2 separate regions of the Ovis aries genome follow, and region 2 is linked to region 1. The links are chromatin contacts, called in public Hi-C maps. All regions are on one chromosome and are shown on one strand. The core of a region is the stretch at or near the end of the contact, and the rest is flanking DNA. Distances in the headings are between cores, read along the strand shown. Region 1 holds the start of MAML2 (mastermind like transcriptional coactivator 2). Region 2 holds the start of MTMR2 (myotubularin related protein 2).

Evidence for each region. A called contact is a pair of places that touch in the nucleus more often than the background predicts.
Region 2: a Hi-C map of blood shows a contact between it and region 1, with 2.5 times the contacts expected there. The contact joins the promoter of MTMR2 here to the promoter of MAML2 in region 1. A contact is called at or near these places in 2 of 16 Hi-C or Micro-C datasets (blood and skin fibroblasts).

The regions. Positions count from the first base shown.
Region 1 is chr15:13,511,190-13,513,892 of ARS-UI_Ramb_v3.0, forward strand. MAML2 (mastermind like transcriptional coactivator 2) reads left to right here and starts at 1,397. Exons shown (of 5, transcript XM_015100757.4): 1 at 1,397-2,703. The coding sequence starts at 2,683.
Region 2 is chr15:13,957,425-13,960,127 of ARS-UI_Ramb_v3.0, forward strand. It overlaps MTMR2 (myotubularin related protein 2), which reads left to right and starts at 1,357. Exons shown (of 17, transcript XM_060399672.1): 1 at 1,357-1,595.

The sequences.
Region 1 (2,703 bases), core at 147-2,646:
AGTTCTTTCAGATTTGCATACCTAAAGATATTTCTGCTTTTCTCCATGAGTGATGAGGAACTTAGCCTTGGAAGGGACAGACAGCAGTATGTTCCAATGAAAAGTAAAAAAAAAGTTACATTCCATCAGAAGGCACTTGTCCCAAATCCCAAAATAACATTCTAGAATTTGTGAAAATGAACTAATGTAGACCAGCCTATCGAGAACTAAACTAGATAAATGTTTGCACTGATCTTACTCATTTCTATCCACAGCTCAGTTTGAAGCAGGAGCTTGTAACTGAAATGCGAGAGGTGGTTTAGATTAACAAAGCCCCACTGCTTGACACCTCAAATCCAAATGACTTCCAAATGAGCATAACAGACTATATGGTCCTGACTAGAACAATATTGTGCTCACTTTAGTTTATCCTCCATAAATGGTAATCAGCAGAATCCAACATGCATTTTGAGAGCTTAAAGGTAGGATTATCTGAAGATGAGACAACAATGTGTGTCAGAGATGTGTTTGTTTTGTGTTAGTGAACTTGAAACTGGACTGCTGCATAATGATTTTCCTCCTTATGTATGTAAACAGACTACCGTGAAGGCCCCAGATCTTGCATTAGGTTTGTCATAGGGAATCTTGTATTTTCAGAAAAATATTTTTTGTTCTTTTTTTTTCCTTTTTGAGAACTGATATTTGTAATTTCATCGTGATAGAATATTTTAGTTATTCTTACTGATTTTGCTTATGATCACCGAGATTGACTTAGCCAGAGACAGACAAAACAGGCTAGCAGGTAGACACTCGCCTGCCCTTTAGGAGCTAATGATGTAATTTCTTCTCTTCACCCACTCCTCCGTTTCCCCCAGTACGCACACACCCTACGCCTCCTTTTCTGACACCCAGGAACATTTCCTCCGTGTTCACCCAGCTCTCGCTAGAGTGCCCAGGGGTGTCATTGACAACATACTGAAAAATGAAAGTGATATCCTCGAGGGGTGGAGGCGGGGAGCGTAACCTGAGGTCTGGCAGGGAAAATACATCCACTGGCCGGGAATTTCTGCACCATTTCGGGCTGGTGAAGTAGTCGGGTAGAGGTTGGGGAATTTCCCCAACGTACCGCCGTCCTGCCCGAGCCGAGCCGGAGTGCGAGCTGCGCGCGCCGACGCCGAGATGCGCAGGCTTCGGGATCCTCCACTTCTTGCCGCTGGGAGGCCCTCTGCGTTCCCCTTTCCCCGCACCGGCCGCCTCGCTCGCCCGTGCAGTGGCACCCGCCTTCCACCAGGGAGCCTCGGGCGAGAGCTCCCCCGCCCTCCGTCCCCCACCCCCCTGCAGCTCGCTGGCTCTCTTTCTCCCTCTGTCTCACTCTCTCTCTTTCTCTCCCTCTCCTATCGGAGCACAATGAAAGCCTGTGTATCGCCGTGACTCCGGGCGGCGGAGCCAGTGTCAGCCCAGCGGCGAACAACAGACGGGAAAAAGAGAAAGGAAAAGACCGGCTACTTTCTTTTCCATCTCTAAAAGCGGAGCAATCCAAGAGATAGAACCACATTGCTTATTGCGAGTCCAGACCCTCAGATCCACTGGCCGGGGATGGAATGTACAAAAGTGGACAGAAAAGTGGCTGGACATGACTCGGTGCAATTTACTGGAAGTTTGTAAGTTTGACCATCGTTTGTAAATTACTCTCGGAAGAGTTTGTCTCTCTTGATACTGTATTAGAATCGAGCCGGGGGTGAGGACTAGAAACGTAAGCGGGAAAGAAGAAGAAGAAAAAAAAAAATGTGTTGAAGGATCTCTCTCTCAGTGGCTAGTGACTTCAGACTGCTTTCATTTAAGGCTGGGAAACCTTAGAGGGAATGAGGATTTTACCGGTGATTGGATTAGCTGAAGAAAAAAGCATGGTCCAGAAGTCCAATTACTGACATTAACAATTGAAAAGCTGTCTCCCTCTTTGGGGAGAAGACCACATCCTACAGCACCCCCAAAGAGGAGGAAACACCGGAGCAAAGGGAAAGGGAGGAAAAATTAAAAGCCAAAAGACAATCTCTGTTTGATTTTTGTACGTTTTGAACATTGACTTCAGAAAGCTTCTGAAACAGCACTTTAAAAAAAAAAAATTGCGGAAAAGTAAAGGCCGTGGGTTACAGAGACCATGGTAGATGTGGGTTCCTCTGCAGAAACATCCCCATAAAAGAATCTTCGGAAACGACTAGGTGACGGGGGAGTCCAGCTCTCTGTTAATACCTCTCACAATTCCCTTTGCTGTCTGTTCCTGTCTCTTGCTTGACAATCCCTGAGTTCCTGCTCTAACCCCCAGATCGTGTGTTTACAAAGTACCTCTTGTCAGCTTGGTGTTGGGGGGGGGCGGGTTGGGGGGAATCCCCACTAACTCTCTCCAACTTCTCCAGAGCTGTCAAATACAATTAGAGCAAGTTGATCAGGGTTTGTTTCCAACTTATCCTCTGCCATTGGTTTCTCTTCTTTCTCCTCACCCTCTTTTTACTCACTCCCCTCCCCCATACCTTCTCCACTACGCGCCCCCCCCCCCGCCCCACCGCCCCCAGCCTCTGAAGACTTCTATTCATGTGGTCCTGAGCTCTGAGCGCAGATTGTCAAAAGCAGATTTGCCTGTGCTAACCGGCTATAGCTTCCCACCACCTCACCATCCCACGGGCAGCAATCATTGTGTCCAGTAAGATGGGGGACACAGCGCCCCCG
Region 2 (2,703 bases), core at 107-2,606, 450 kb after region 1:
AGTGGTCATGTATGGATGTGAGAGCCGGACTGTGAAGAAAGCGCAGCACTGAAGAATTGATGCTTTTGAACTGCGGTGTTGAAGACTCTTGAGAGTCCCTTGGACTGCAGGGAGATCCAACCAGTCCATTCTGAAGGAGATCAGCCCTGGGATTTCTTTGGAGGGAATGATGCTGAAGCTGAAACTCCAGTACTTTGGCCACCTCATGCGAAGAGTTGACTCATTGGAAAAGACTCTGATGCTGGGAGGGATTGGGGGCAGGAGGAGAAGGGGACGACAGAGGATGAGATGGCTGGATGGCGTCACTGACTCGATGGACATGAGTCTGAGTGAACTCCGGGAGTTGGTGATGGACAGGGAGGCCTGGCGTGCTGCGATTCATGGGGTCGCAAAGAGTTGGACACGACTGAGCGACTGAACTGAACTCATCTAATCTGTGAAGCTGGTTTCCTGTTTTACAGATTAAAAAATTAATGTTCCATGCCTTGGATTACACTGCAAATAACTGAGAGAGGCAGGATGTGAATCCACTAACTTTAAAGTAGGCTTTGCGTGCTTAGTCGCTTCAGTCGTGTCTGACTCTGCGACCCCATGAACTGCAGCCTACCAGGCTCCTCTGTCCATGGGATTCTCCAGCCAACAGTACTGGAGTGGGTTGCCACTTCCTTCTCCTAAGTGAAGTCGCTCAGTCGTGTCCGACTCCTTGCGACCCCGTGGACTGCAGCCTACCAGGCTTCTCTGTCCATGGGATTCTTCAGGCAAGAATACTGGAGTGGGTTACCATTTCCTTCTCCAGGGGATCTTCACGACCCAGGGATCGAACCCAGGTCTCCCGCATTGGAGGCAGACGCTTTAACCTCTAAGCCACCAAGGAAGCCTCCTAAAGTAGGCTTTAATTATGATTTAAGGAACAATTACTTAATCATTTTCAGCTCTTGACATGATGAGTATTTCGCCGTCTCACCTCTCACAGCCTCATCCTTTACGCGAACCTGTGTTCAGGTCCTCCCCTCCTCATCCCCCACGTCCCTCTGCCTCTCATCCTAGGGTTTGCCCACATCCTTTATTATTCTGTTCTCTTCCCCGACCCCCACATTCCCGTCACAATCGTCCCCGTCCTTAAGGTCCTTGTCTTCAGACCCTCGTCCGTAGTACTCGCTGCTTCATTATTTTTGAAACGGCCCCTCCTCCTGCAGCCCCGGCTCCCGCCGGCCTCAGAGGAGCCTCGGCCCTCAGGCGCCGTCACGCGCTCCGCGGCCCCCGGCGGCCGCACGGGGTGGCGGCGTGCGAAGCGCGCGAGGGCGGGCGCCCCCGGGGCGCCGCGGGCTCCTCCGGCTCCCGGCAGCGCCCGCGCGCGGTGCAGGCTGGGGGAACATGGCCGCTTCCGGTCTCCCTGCCGGGCCGGCGCGGGCTTGAGCGCGGACCCAGCCCGTCGCACCCCGCCCTCCGCTCCTCCCGCCGGGCAGCCGCGGAGGTCGCCGCAGGCTTTTCCTCCGGCTGCCCCCGCGCCGCGCCATGGAGAAGAGCTCGAGTTGCGAAAGCCTTGGCTCTCAGCCAGCGGTAGCACGGCCGCCCAGCGTGGACTCCCTGTCCAGGTAACCGGGGCCCGCCGAGCGCCCGAGGGGGATGAAGTGGAGCCCGGGACCCGCTGGACGGGGCCCCACGTCGCGGGCTCCGGGACTGGGAGGCTGCGCCGGAATTCCTTCCCTCAGGCTGGGCACCTCTTCTTTCTTCCTCTCTGCGGGTTAGATGCTGGGAAAGAGGAGGTTAAAACTCTGCGGTTCTTCATCGGTCTTACCTTTTGTATTCTGGTGTTTTTATCTGCGGTCGAGAACGCCTCAGTCCTCTACATCCTCTAATCTCTCATTTCCCTTTAATTCATTTTTTGGACAGCCCTTCCCCAACTCTGTCCCCTCCCCCCTTCTCCTCCCTGCCTTTCTCCCTTGACGACTCTTCTGAGACCCTTCTCCAGTCTTTTTTCCATCCGTCTTTCAGTCTTGGGTTTCTGGCTTCTTGCCCACCCTTTCCGCTCTTTCCCGTCACTTATTTTAAGGTTTCCTTGCATTCTGATCTTCCCCCCTCCCCCCAACTTTGCTTTAAAATGTGAGTACCCACACCGTGAATCTTCCAGCTGAACGTTATTATTCCTGAGTAATGAGTGGTAGTTTTCGTTCTTCCTGGGCTACCTACCGGTTCTCCAGGTTTCCATCTTGTATCAGCTGGGATTTTTTTCCCCCTGGAATTTTGAGGAGGATTTTACTATGTAGCTTTTCGCAGGGCTGGCGTGAATATTAACTTGACGTGTTTCAAAGGCAGGTTTTTCCTGTTGTTTTAAAATAGTAAATTTTATTAAGCAATAGGAAGACCTGTATTGTTATACTGCTACATTGAAATCAGGTTCTTTTCCTTTGAAAAAGTCTAGTTGTTATTAGTTATTAGATACTAAATCGCTGTAAACTAGCACGTTTCATTTTTTTTCCCGTGAATAAATTGGAATTATTATTATTACTAGTTGCTCAGTCGTGTCCGACTTTTTGCGACCCCATGGACTGTAGCCCGCCAGGCTCCTCTGTCCATGGGATTCTCTAGGCAAAAACACTGGAGTGGATTGCCATTTCCTCCTCCAGGGGACCTTCCCAACTGTACATAAAGGATACTTCATTAATGTGCATTAGAGGATACCACAGGTTAACTGTCATAGAA